Regions from separate parts of the Mus musculus genome. Here region 2 is linked to region 1. Evidence: chromatin contacts called from public HiChIP or PLAC-seq data. All regions are on one chromosome and are shown on one strand. Each heading gives the region's core, a stretch centred on a gene start, on an enhancer-like site or on the middle of the called end of the contact. The rest is flanking DNA. Distances are from core to core; before and after follow the strand shown. Region 1 holds the start of Nt5m (5',3'-nucleotidase, mitochondrial). Region 2 has its middle 31 kb from the start of Rai1.

Region 1 (5,130 bases), core at 1,675-4,174:
GCTCTGGATGTTCTTCAGTGAGCTGAGGCTTGGGAAAGGAATGAGCGGAAACCAGTAGGTTTCTCCCGTCCCTGCAGCCCTTCCTGCCACACACTTTCTCATTTTGCAGTTGGAAGTCAGGAATTAGTCCTTTTGGGCCTGGAATATCTATACAAGGGGCTACTGAGCCACTGCTACTTTCTTTGTTGTTTTATGGTACTAAGAAAACCCAGGGCCTCACGCATCCTAGGCAAACACTACTGGTAAGCTAAACCCCTAAACCTTCATTGTATTCTCCTTTCCCTTCTCTTCCTCCATCTCTATCTCTTCTTCCTCCTTTTCCTCCTCCTCTCTATGGTACGGTTTGAAACAAGTCAGCTTGCAGAGTCTGGGTAGATTTCATTTTATCCCATTAGTATATTCCCGGGGCTGGAGAGACGGCTCAGAGGTTAAGAGTACTTGTTGCTCTTGCAGAGGACCTGGGTTCAGTCCTAGCACCTACATGGTAACTCCAGTTCTAAGGCTTTGGATACCTTTTTCTGACCTTTTGTACACCAGGACTGTACACAATGCACATGTGTATATAAAAGCAAAACACCCACACACATAAAACTAAATTTAATATATTCCTACAAGGAAACTATGTCCCCCAAATTCAAATGTTGGTCAGCCATCTGTAAGTGAACCCTATGCAGTGCAGCAGTTGATTGCTGAGGTGACAGAGCATTTCCTTAGGTTTAAAGCTTTCATAGGTCTCAGCACGGGAGAGATCAGCTATCTGGGCTCTGTGGAGATGCTTGCAGCAGTACCATCTGTGAATGAACAGAAATGATACCCCATGTCCCCTTTAAATACCTGTCCCTCAGTAAACCAAATTACTGTGGAGGTACCTTCTTTATCATGTAGGGGCCTGGGAGCTGGGGGTGCAGAGCTGCAGTGCTAGGACAGAACCCTAGAGTCTTGTACTAGCTAGACAATCCTCTACCATTGAGCTGTATTACCACCCACCCCCGTACTGTATTGAAATCAAAAGAGAAAGCAGAACAGAGAACAGGGCAGTAGGGTGGTTGGAGAGAATTGTGTGGAGCAGGCAGACGTGTTGCTGGGGCTTGAATCCCATCTGCGCTCCTTACTACCCCGTGATGTGATGATGGCAGGATGGCAGGTCTCCTTGTGTGCAAGGAGGAAACAGGAGCATCTTCCCACAGCAAGATAAGGGAATGGAGAGAGTGCTGAGTGAAGTCCTGAGGCAATGTGCTGTCACTGACATAGGCAGAGCTGTGTCAGCACCCCAGAACCTCAGACCCATGAAGGAAGGGCAAAGCCCCACCCCCATCCCCTGGCATGAAGAAGCCTTCCTCTGGTCCAAGTATAGAATTTGACAGTATATGCAGAGAATGGCCACTCTAGCTTTCCCCCTTGAATGTTTCCCCCCTGCAGACTGCCTCCCCTGTTTCGTTACACCTCTGTCCCCATCCCTGCCCATCCGTATACACCCGCCTTTCTGTTGATCCCTACAAACACCCTGGGCTTCCAAGAGTGCTGTGGTTTCTCCAGAAAAGAGCCCAGCTCTCTGTGTGTCTTTTTCTTCATGACCTCACTGCCTTCAGTCCTGGAAGACTGTGAAGAACGAGATGTTACAAACCTGATAAGTTAAAAAACAAAAACAAAAAACACTCCTCTGACCATCAAGCACTATAGCCCCTAGACAACCAAGTGAGAAACGCTGGAGTTTCTAAGTTTATGCTGAGCAAATCCCCCTATTCCTTTCATAGAATAGTTTAAGTCTCCAAATTACACTTTACCAAAAAGCCTGGATCTCTGTCTAGCCATGAGGGATGGGAAGGTTGGGGGAGTGGTGCCCAAGGTCTTACCAAAAACCTTACACTGGTCAAGAGGGAAGTTTCACTCTTCCCAGTCCGACTCCCCATGTGACACTCTGCAAGTCACATTCTCTAGCATACAGTATCACTCAAAGTTATGCTTCCATGGGGTAAAAGAGGATGGCAAAGACACTCCTGTCAATTTCATTGGGAGGGATAGCCATGTCTGGGTAAGAGACTGAGAATGCTCGGTTTTGTTTTTTGTTTTTGTTTGTTTTTAATGTAACCAATTATCTGAGGCCAAACACACCAAGAATTTAAAATTCAAGCCCAGCATGGCTTGCAGTCTCAGCTTCTTGAGAGACTATAAAACAGGAGGATCAAAAATTTAGGCCTCCCTAGGCTACACAGTGAATTAGTTCAAGGGCAGCCTAGGGAAGCTAGTGAGAATGAAGGACAAAGTACAAAGTAAGAGGATGGGAGATGTAGGTCAGTGGTTGGGAGCCTGTCTAGTCTACAGAGGTCTGGGTTCAATCTCCAATATTTAGAAGAAGTGGATACTGAAGGGCAGCGGCAGGAGAGAGGAAGAGAGGGGAAAAGGGAGTCCAGCTGGGAAGGGGGATTAAGGAGATAGCTGGAAACCCAGCAACAGCTGAATGGTTGGTCCCTCTAGCCCTGTAGCCCTAGTCCTCCCAGGATCCGTGTGGTACCAAAGAACCCGCCAAAGGTCATTGGAGGAGTCGAGCTGGCTTGGGGCTGGACAGCTGCGGCCTCAGTTTCCCCTCCCCGCGGGGCACGGCTGCGGGGCCGGCTGGTGCTCACGCTTAGCCCAGGCTGTAGCCGTCCGTACTGCTCCGACACCCAGAAGCCGCGCCGGTCCTCCAGCGCCACGAAGGGCAGGTCGGGGAAACGCGCGCGGAACTTCCGGAGGAAGCCGCCCTCAAAGTCCGCCAGCACGCCGTCCATGTCCACCAGCACCCGCAGGGCGCGGCTGCTCGCCCGGCTCCGCTCGGCCCGTAGCGGGGCACCGCGGGGACGCGCACAGCAGCCGCGCAGCCTATGCATCGCCCCGCTCCTCGCCCGGGGCCCGCGGCAGACGCAGCCTCCACCGCGGACACGGACGCGCAGGCTCCGGCCCAGAGCGAGGCCGGCGCGCAGCCCCGCCGCCCTTAAAGGGACATGCGCCCAGAGAAGGTGAGCGCGACGTGGGTGCTGATCGCCCTGGGACATCCAGTCCCAGGTTACAGCCGCCTGTGAAAGCCAGACTGGAGCACTCTTCCTACTGAGGCAGTGGTGGATGGAGGAGCTCACCACCGGAGGAACAAATCCTTAGGTATTTATTGAGCGCTTACTTCGTTGAGCTCTGAGCCCAACAAAGTTCCAGCCATCCCGGATTATGGGTACAGGTTTTTAAACAGCTTGTCATTCCCAAGTATAGACAGGGAGGATTTCAGGTTTTAGGTACAGGTAAAGGCAGATACACCTGCTGTGTGTGATCCTCTTTGTTCATAGATGCTGAATGTTTGCAACCATAACCTTATAAAATTTAAAGCTATCAGAGGTGTAACCTTCAAATCTATAAAGGTTCTAAAAAAAACAGATGCTCTGTGTCCATCCTAACATCACTGGATTCAATAGTGAATCTCCAAATATGTCTGTAAATTTGTTACTGTGCTTCATGTTATTAAAAAAAAAGGAATTAGTAGGTAGAAAAAATATTTTAAAGGATGCAAACATGAAGGTATTTTTGGTAAAGAAAGGTCTCTGTATGTTAAATCTTGGTCCTTCCTGATCTAGATTCCCAGCACCCTGCTGGCTGCTCACAATCCTCTCAACTCTGAACACAGGGGATGCATACAGCACCCTCTGCTGGCCTCCATGGGCACATGTGGTGCACAGACATACATATTGCCAAAACGTGGGGAGAGAGAGAGAGAGAGGGAGGGAGGGAGGGAGGGAAAGAGAGACAGACGGATACACAGGATGTTTGTAAAGATTTTTTAAAAAGACTCTGTCCTAAAGAGAAGAGGGATGGCTGGATGTTTCCAAAATAAGAAAGATAAAGACAAAGCTAGAAAGCTCATGTCCCAAAAGGCCAAGCAAGTTACATGGGAGGACCAGACAATCTGTTGTGAGATTATGTTTTCTGGAAATGACAGAAAAACTTCCATAATAATATGGCTGCCTAAATAAGACCACAACAAGGAACCACCACTGATAGACATGCTAACATGGAAGAGAGACAGTGCTCACAACAGTCTGTAGCTTCAGTTTCTGGAGATTCAACACCTTCTTCTGGCCCCCTCAGGCACCAGGCAAGTGTGTTATACCCATACATACATTCAGGAAAAATAAATATCTTTAAAGAAACTCACCCTCCTTGTCATCTATGAACTTCATTCTCTAAGTTCATGAGACAAGAATCTAGAGGCACTGACTCAGTAAAAGCTTTGTGACTATTGTGGACGCCCGATTCGCCAGCAAGGAAGACACCACAACAGGATTCTTCTGCACAGGTTTATTGGAAGAGCTTGATAGCGAAGCCAAAAGACCCCAGCCCCAAAACTGGCGCTGCTTATATAGGCCTAGGAGTGGCGTGTCTATACCTGATTGGTTGTGCTTTCAGTGCCTCATTTACATTCCCCGGGATGGGCTTTGATTTGGTGAGAAACCCTTATGCACATGCGCACAATGGTTGTTTACCTGAACTTACGGGCGGTGGCCAGCGGTGGCCAGCGCCATCTTGTAATGGCGTATGTGACTTCCCACAACTATGAGCTGCTGGAACCCTATCCTGAGGTAAGCCCACCGGGGCTAGAGGGCTTGGCACAGTCAAGGGTCTTCCTAGTTCACAAGGTTTTCAAGGCAGTGAACAAGAGCTGGGGAGAAGAGGCTCTTCCTGTGGGGCTCCCTGAAAGTTGGGCAGGGAGCAGCAGGGTTGAGTTTTCAAGAGCCAGACAAAGCTGGACCTTTTATTAATGCAGCTGTGTGAGTTGTCCATGCACCTCTAACTAACCCCTCACCCTTATGCGTGGTGGTAATCTGAGTAAACTCATCGGTTCACCAAGCTAGTCTTGGGTGGAATTTTTTCTTTGGTCTATCATATCTCTCCAGGAAAAGTCACACAGCACAATCCATAAAACATGCCACTTCAACTGGGCTTGGCTGGCCAGATCAAGTAGCACAGTCACCCTGAGCTTCAAAAATGGTAGAACGAAAAGAAGTGGGACAGTTGCATGTTGTCTGGGGTGACTCCCACTGCAGTGTTGGTAATCTTCAAAATCCTGACCAGAGTGACCGTCTTTCAGCAATTTGTCATTTAGTGTCC
Region 2 (5,130 bases), core at 1,088-3,587, 230 kb before region 1:
ACAAACAAGCAAGCAAGCAATTTTTTTATAAAAGGGGTCTGGTAAATTGGGGAGATTTCAGTGTTCCCAGGGCCCTGTTGCTCACATGCTCTCTCTCTCTCTCCCTCCTCCTCCCCCTCCCCCTCTCCCTTTCTCTGTGTGCATGTGTGTGCACATGTAAAATCCTTGCAGACCACCAACTAAGCTGTGTGATCAGATGAACATGACTTCCCGTGGCTTCACGAGAAGGGTCAGGGTAGGCTAATCTCTGTTGTGACATTGGCAACCACTTCCCTGAGTTTCAGTTTCCTCCCCCAGAAACCAGGGGTTGGTGCCATGTTGAGATTTTGCCAAGCAGACTGCAGCCAGTCTGTCCATGGCATGGCACAGGTAGTCACTCAAGTGTGGTAGCTTTTGTTAATGTGACCACGGGAGCCAGGCTCTTCCAAAGGCCTCTGGGGCCCCTTCTAGCTAATGCAATGGGTGGGTGGATGGGACATTAGGGACATTTTTAGTTGCTTGTTGTTGCCTTTGAAGGTACAAAGGCTCTCACAGGCTAACAAAGCTCCTGGAAGGAGAAGAAGAAGAAGAAGAAGAAGAAGAAGAAGAGAAGAAGAAGAAGGAGGAGGAGGAGGAGGAGGAGGAGGAGGAGGAGGAGGAGGAGGAGGAGGAGGAGGGAAGGAAGGAAGGAAGGAAGGATGAAAGAAAGAATGAAAGAAAGCAAGCAAGCAAGCAAGCAAGCAAGCAAGCAAGCAAGCAAGCTGGCTTTCATACTGGCCTCAGCTCTGTAAGGAATTAGTCATCTGAAGAAAGAGGTCCCTTTGTCTTTTCCGTGATTGCCTTGTTGATAAGTTGGTGAGGGTTAGGTGGTAAGTCAGTTGGCATTCCTTCTGCATTCCTTATCTAAATCTCATGTTTTATTTTGTTTTGTTTAGTTTTTACCATATTGGGGTTAACCCAGAACCTAATGTGTTCTGAGAAGGCACTGCATTACAAAGCTACACCCAGTCCCAGTGAACAAAGGCTGGTCTTGAACTCCTGGATTAAAGTGATTCATGATTCTCTTGCCTTGCCTTCCTGGGTAGCTGGGATTATAGGTGCTACCTGCCTGATTAGGCCTCAATTCTGCCCCCCTTTTATTTTTATTTTGGACAGCCTGTACCTGAGCCTTGAACTCACTATGAAGTTGTGAATGGCTTTGAACTCATCTTCTTGCCTCTACCCCTCACGTGCTAGGATTAATGCAGTGCTAAGGGTCAAACTCAGATCTTTGCATGCAAAGGAACGAAAGCCCAGCTCAACCTTACTTTTGCTTTACTTTGCTACCTTATGTGTAGCTCACTCTGGATTCAGACTTATAATTGTTCTAGTTTAGCCTTTTCAGTGCTGGGACTACAGGTTTAGAGCCACCTTTACATAAAAGTTATTACTTTTCAAAAATGAACACAGGTGGATCCACATATTCTTTTTTGTTTGTTCGTTTGTTTTGTTTTGTTGTTTTTTGTTTGTTTTTCGAGACAGGGTTTCTCTGTATCGCCCTGGCTGTTCTGGAGCTCACTCTGTAGATCAGGCTGGCCTCGAACTCAGAAATCCGCCTGCCTCTGCCTCCCAAATGCTGGGATTAAAGGCGTGTGCCACCACTGCCTGGCTGGGTCCACGAATCCTTTTATTCAATTGGGCATCCACTCTGTCGGGGAGGGCAGTGTGAACCCAGTGAAAAATGAGGCGCTGGCCATCCTGCCTCACCAGGATTCTTCTGGCTGGGCCTGGTGCAGACTAAATAAGTAACCACATGTGGCAGTTGGTGCAGCAGAATGAGGAGTTGGAGGGGTACTTCCTGCTGTGGCGCATCACCTTGAATAAGTTTGGGCCATCGCTTGGTGGTCCAGTACTTGTTTGACAGGTAGAAGGCCCTTGGTTTGTTCTGTGCAAGGCATTACCAAACAAAACAGAGAAACAGATGGTTCAGCAGAACTTTATCTTATGTTTTGGAAACAGGAATCAGAACCAAGGGGCAGAAACCAAGGCGTCTGGGGGGCTGCCTGCTCCAGCCACTTTACAGAGGCAACTGTTCCGAGTCTCTTCCAGCTTCCGTGGCAGCAGAATCTTCCTCCCTCTTTTCTGTCATCACGTCCTTGTCTCCCTCTGCCTTGTTCAGCCCACTGTGGGCAGAGTCCACAGTCAGGCCTCAGTAAGCGCTGCATCTCAGGGTCCTTTACCACAGGACCACCTAAGAGAACTCAGACTCTGAGATCAGAGTGTGGATGTCTCTCGAGGAGCATCTTTTCAAGCGTCTCTGAAGTGGGTGGTACCTGGAAGGTAGAAGTCTGGAGGAGGCGACAGACAGTTGAGCAGCCTCAGCCCGGAGCTAGGCTAGGGAGTGCTCACAGGTGATACAGTTCATTGCACACTCGACTAATGAGTGAGAAGACTGCCAACAGATACCTAAGAGCATACTGCTTGCTGTGACCTTAACGCCGCTAACATCCTCAACAGAGATACCAGTGTTTGTGCAGGCATCTCCTCGCCTGGAGATGACCCGGAGCCTGGAACAGAAGGCGAGGCTCTGCAGCTGGCATGCGTCTCCCGGCTAGCCGCCAGGCTCTTCCTGCCAGGTCAGGAAGCCTGGGCATACAGCTGGTGCTTCCCTTAGCTTTTCTGGTTTCTCATAAAAGCCACACTGTCTGGAAATAGGAGGTGTTAGGTGGTACTTTCTCCCTTCTCGCTCTGCTCTGTTAACTCTGCCCACACTGTCCCATGCATTTTGTAATTTATTTGGGAGGATTTGTTCATTTTCAAATGCAAAACCATGGTCCTGAACGGACTCCTATGATTCTAATTAACAGGGCCTGCGAGAGAGGGGACTTGTCCCCTTCTCTTCTGCTGAGTGAGGACACAGTGTTTGTCCCTTTCAGAGGTCCCAGGGTCCAGCAGAGTCCAGGCCACACTAGACACCGAAGCCGCCAGTGCCTTGCTTTAGATTCCCCGGGGCTCCAGAGCCATCGGAAACAAATACCTGTCCTTTATAACGTCCCCGGTCAACAATACTCGGCTACAACAGCACCGCTGGACTATGATATTCATAGAGAGAAAATTAGGTTTTACTTGACATCTTTCTGGTTTTAGGTACAGCTACTGAGCAGGGCTTTGGGTCTTCAGTACACATAGGTTCCCTGGGAGTTTTGTGTTATAGTTTTCTTTCCACATTGTGGGGGGCATTATTTGGCTTACAGGGTACAATCTCTCATAAAGGCAAGTCAGGACAGGAACCTGAGGCAGGAAATGAAGCAGAAGTCTTGGAGCAATGTTGCTTACTGGCTTGCTTTGCATGGCTTGCTCAGCCTGTGGTCTTTCACAATCCAGGACCACCTGCCCAGGGGTGATGTCATCCTCAGAGAGCTGGGCCCTCCCACATCAATCATGAAGCAAGAAAATGTCCCCTCAGACTTGCCTACAGGCCAATCTGATGGAGGCATTCTCTTAAGTGAGAGGTTCTCTCTTCCCAGATGACCATGTCAAGTTGACAAATAACCATCATGCTTATTCTCTGGAGGTCTGGACCAGCCATTCTCAAAGATGACTCCATAGCCTGGGGAGATCCACATAGGTACTCCAGGCCACTCCTTTAGCGCAATGTCCTCACGGCACATTAGTGAGAGTATTACTTAGAAAGAACCCAGCGGTGCCTCAATTGCATAAGGGAAGATGGCAGTGTAGGAAAAGCCTGCTAGTGTTTAAGTCTGAAGGTGCAGTTGAGGGTGTAGGCATGTGACCTTCTAGCTGAAGTCTTCATGGCTATATTAGTCATGCTTCTCTAGAGAAACAGAACTGATAGAATAAATACATAGATCTATATCTATATGTTTATATAGATATACATGTATTTGTGTGTGAATGAATATATCTAGTTGTACATATATATTCATATACATCTCTCTCTCTCTCTCTCTCTCTCTCTCTCTCTCACACACACACACACACACACACACACACACACACACTAGAGTAGCTTACAGGCTGTGGTCTGGGTACTTCAACAATGGCTGTCTCCTCAGTGGAAAGACTAAGGACCAGGTAGTTTTTCAGTCCATGAGACTGGGTGTCTCAGGAGTCCCAGCTGCTGCTGAAGCCCTTCAGAGCTGCTTGGTTTTAGTCTATGTTAGAATCCTGAAGAAGTAGATTTTCATACCAGCAAAGAAACGCCTCAGCAACCAGGCAAGCGACGACAAGCAGGCAAAAAGCAAAATCTTCCTTCTTCCATATTCTTTTCTGTGGTTGCCACCAGATTTGGAGCGGGTCTCCCCACCTCAAAAGACCTGGACTTGGGGTCTTGGATCTTCCCACCACAAATGATCCAATCCAGGTCAGGCAGGGCAAGTGGGAGTGGCTTCTCTGTCTCAGCTGGGTCTACTCTGCCTCCTGGGGCAGTAGCTTCCCCCTGATTTCTCTCTCTGACTCTGGCCTCATTTTCTGGTTCCTTACTGTACCTCACTAGGATCTGTGGTCCTGCACCAGGCTCTGGCTCTCCAGGCCTCCAGGCCTTTGCACCTCGTGTGCCCCTTGTTGGTCTTCCAAACATATTTCCAGATCTGGGATTTTGTGTTTTGTTTCCTACATATTTTTATTGAGTCTCTGGGAATTTCACATCACACACCCCGATCAAATTAGCTTCCCAGTCCTTCTCTGACCACCCTGCCCTGCCCTTGTGACCCCCAACCCCCAGCCCCTCCCCCCCCAAATAAAAAATAAAAAAAGTCCAATTTGTGTTATCTATATACTCACTGTTGAATGCTCAAGCTCTCAGTGGCCTGCCCTTTGGATAGAGCTGAGTCATTCTCCCGAATTCTCCCAGAAGCCATTTAAAGCTGTGGCTTTCTAAGTGTTTTTGACTGGATATTGGCTCCTATGTGGACGTTGTTTGCTTTGACCTGCAGTAATGCCAGTACCTAGCATGCAGTGTGTGTGTGTGTGTGTGTGTGTGTGTGTGTGTGTGTGTGTAATCCATGGGTGACATGTCAGACGGCAAGTAGAAGAGGACAAGAAGGTGAGCAAGACTGGGGTAACAAGACAGGAAGGCCCACAGATGTGGGGGTGGGGAGAGGAGGAGTGTGTCTAATAAGAACGTTAATAGGAAGGACGGGGCGCCGAGTG

Evidence for each region. HiChIP or PLAC-seq counts read pairs in DNA pulled down with a chosen protein or histone mark.
Region 2: a contact with region 1 is called in an H3K4me3 HiChIP or PLAC-seq map of pro-B cells, with 6 times the contacts expected there. The contact joins the enhancer-like site here to the promoter of Nt5m in region 1. A contact is called at or near these places in 17 of 39 promoter capture datasets (the 3T3-L1 cell line, 3T3-L1-derived adipocytes, the C10 cell line and 8 more), 2 of 15 datasets of contacts at CTCF or cohesin (the NIH/3T3 cell line and pro-B cells), 10 of 484 Hi-C or Micro-C datasets (the HL-1 cell line, colorectal tumor organoids, cortical neurons and 2 more), 34 of 115 datasets of contacts at active chromatin or transcription factors (the 230-238 cell line, the HPC-7 cell line, the SCID.adh cell line and 19 more) and 3 of 9 other capture datasets (adipose tissue, liver and pancreatic islet).

What each region holds. Positions count from the first base shown.
Region 1 is chr11:59,845,867-59,850,996 of GRCm38.p6, reverse strand. It overlaps Nt5m (5',3'-nucleotidase, mitochondrial), which reads right to left and starts at 2,924. Exons shown (of 5, transcript NM_134029.2): 1 at 2,625-2,924. The coding sequence starts at 2,867. It also overlaps a transcript of Cops3 not described here.
Region 2 is chr11:60,071,543-60,076,672 of GRCm38.p6, reverse strand. No RefSeq gene overlaps it. Among named protein-coding and RNA genes, the nearest start is that of Rai1, 31 kb to the left of the region's middle. Within about 2 kb of position 2,337, at least 21 of the 459 cell types and tissues checked have an H3K27ac peak or open chromatin away from gene starts, as enhancers often do. A contact at or near this core is called in adipose tissue, neural stem cells and pro-B cells, where this site is marked.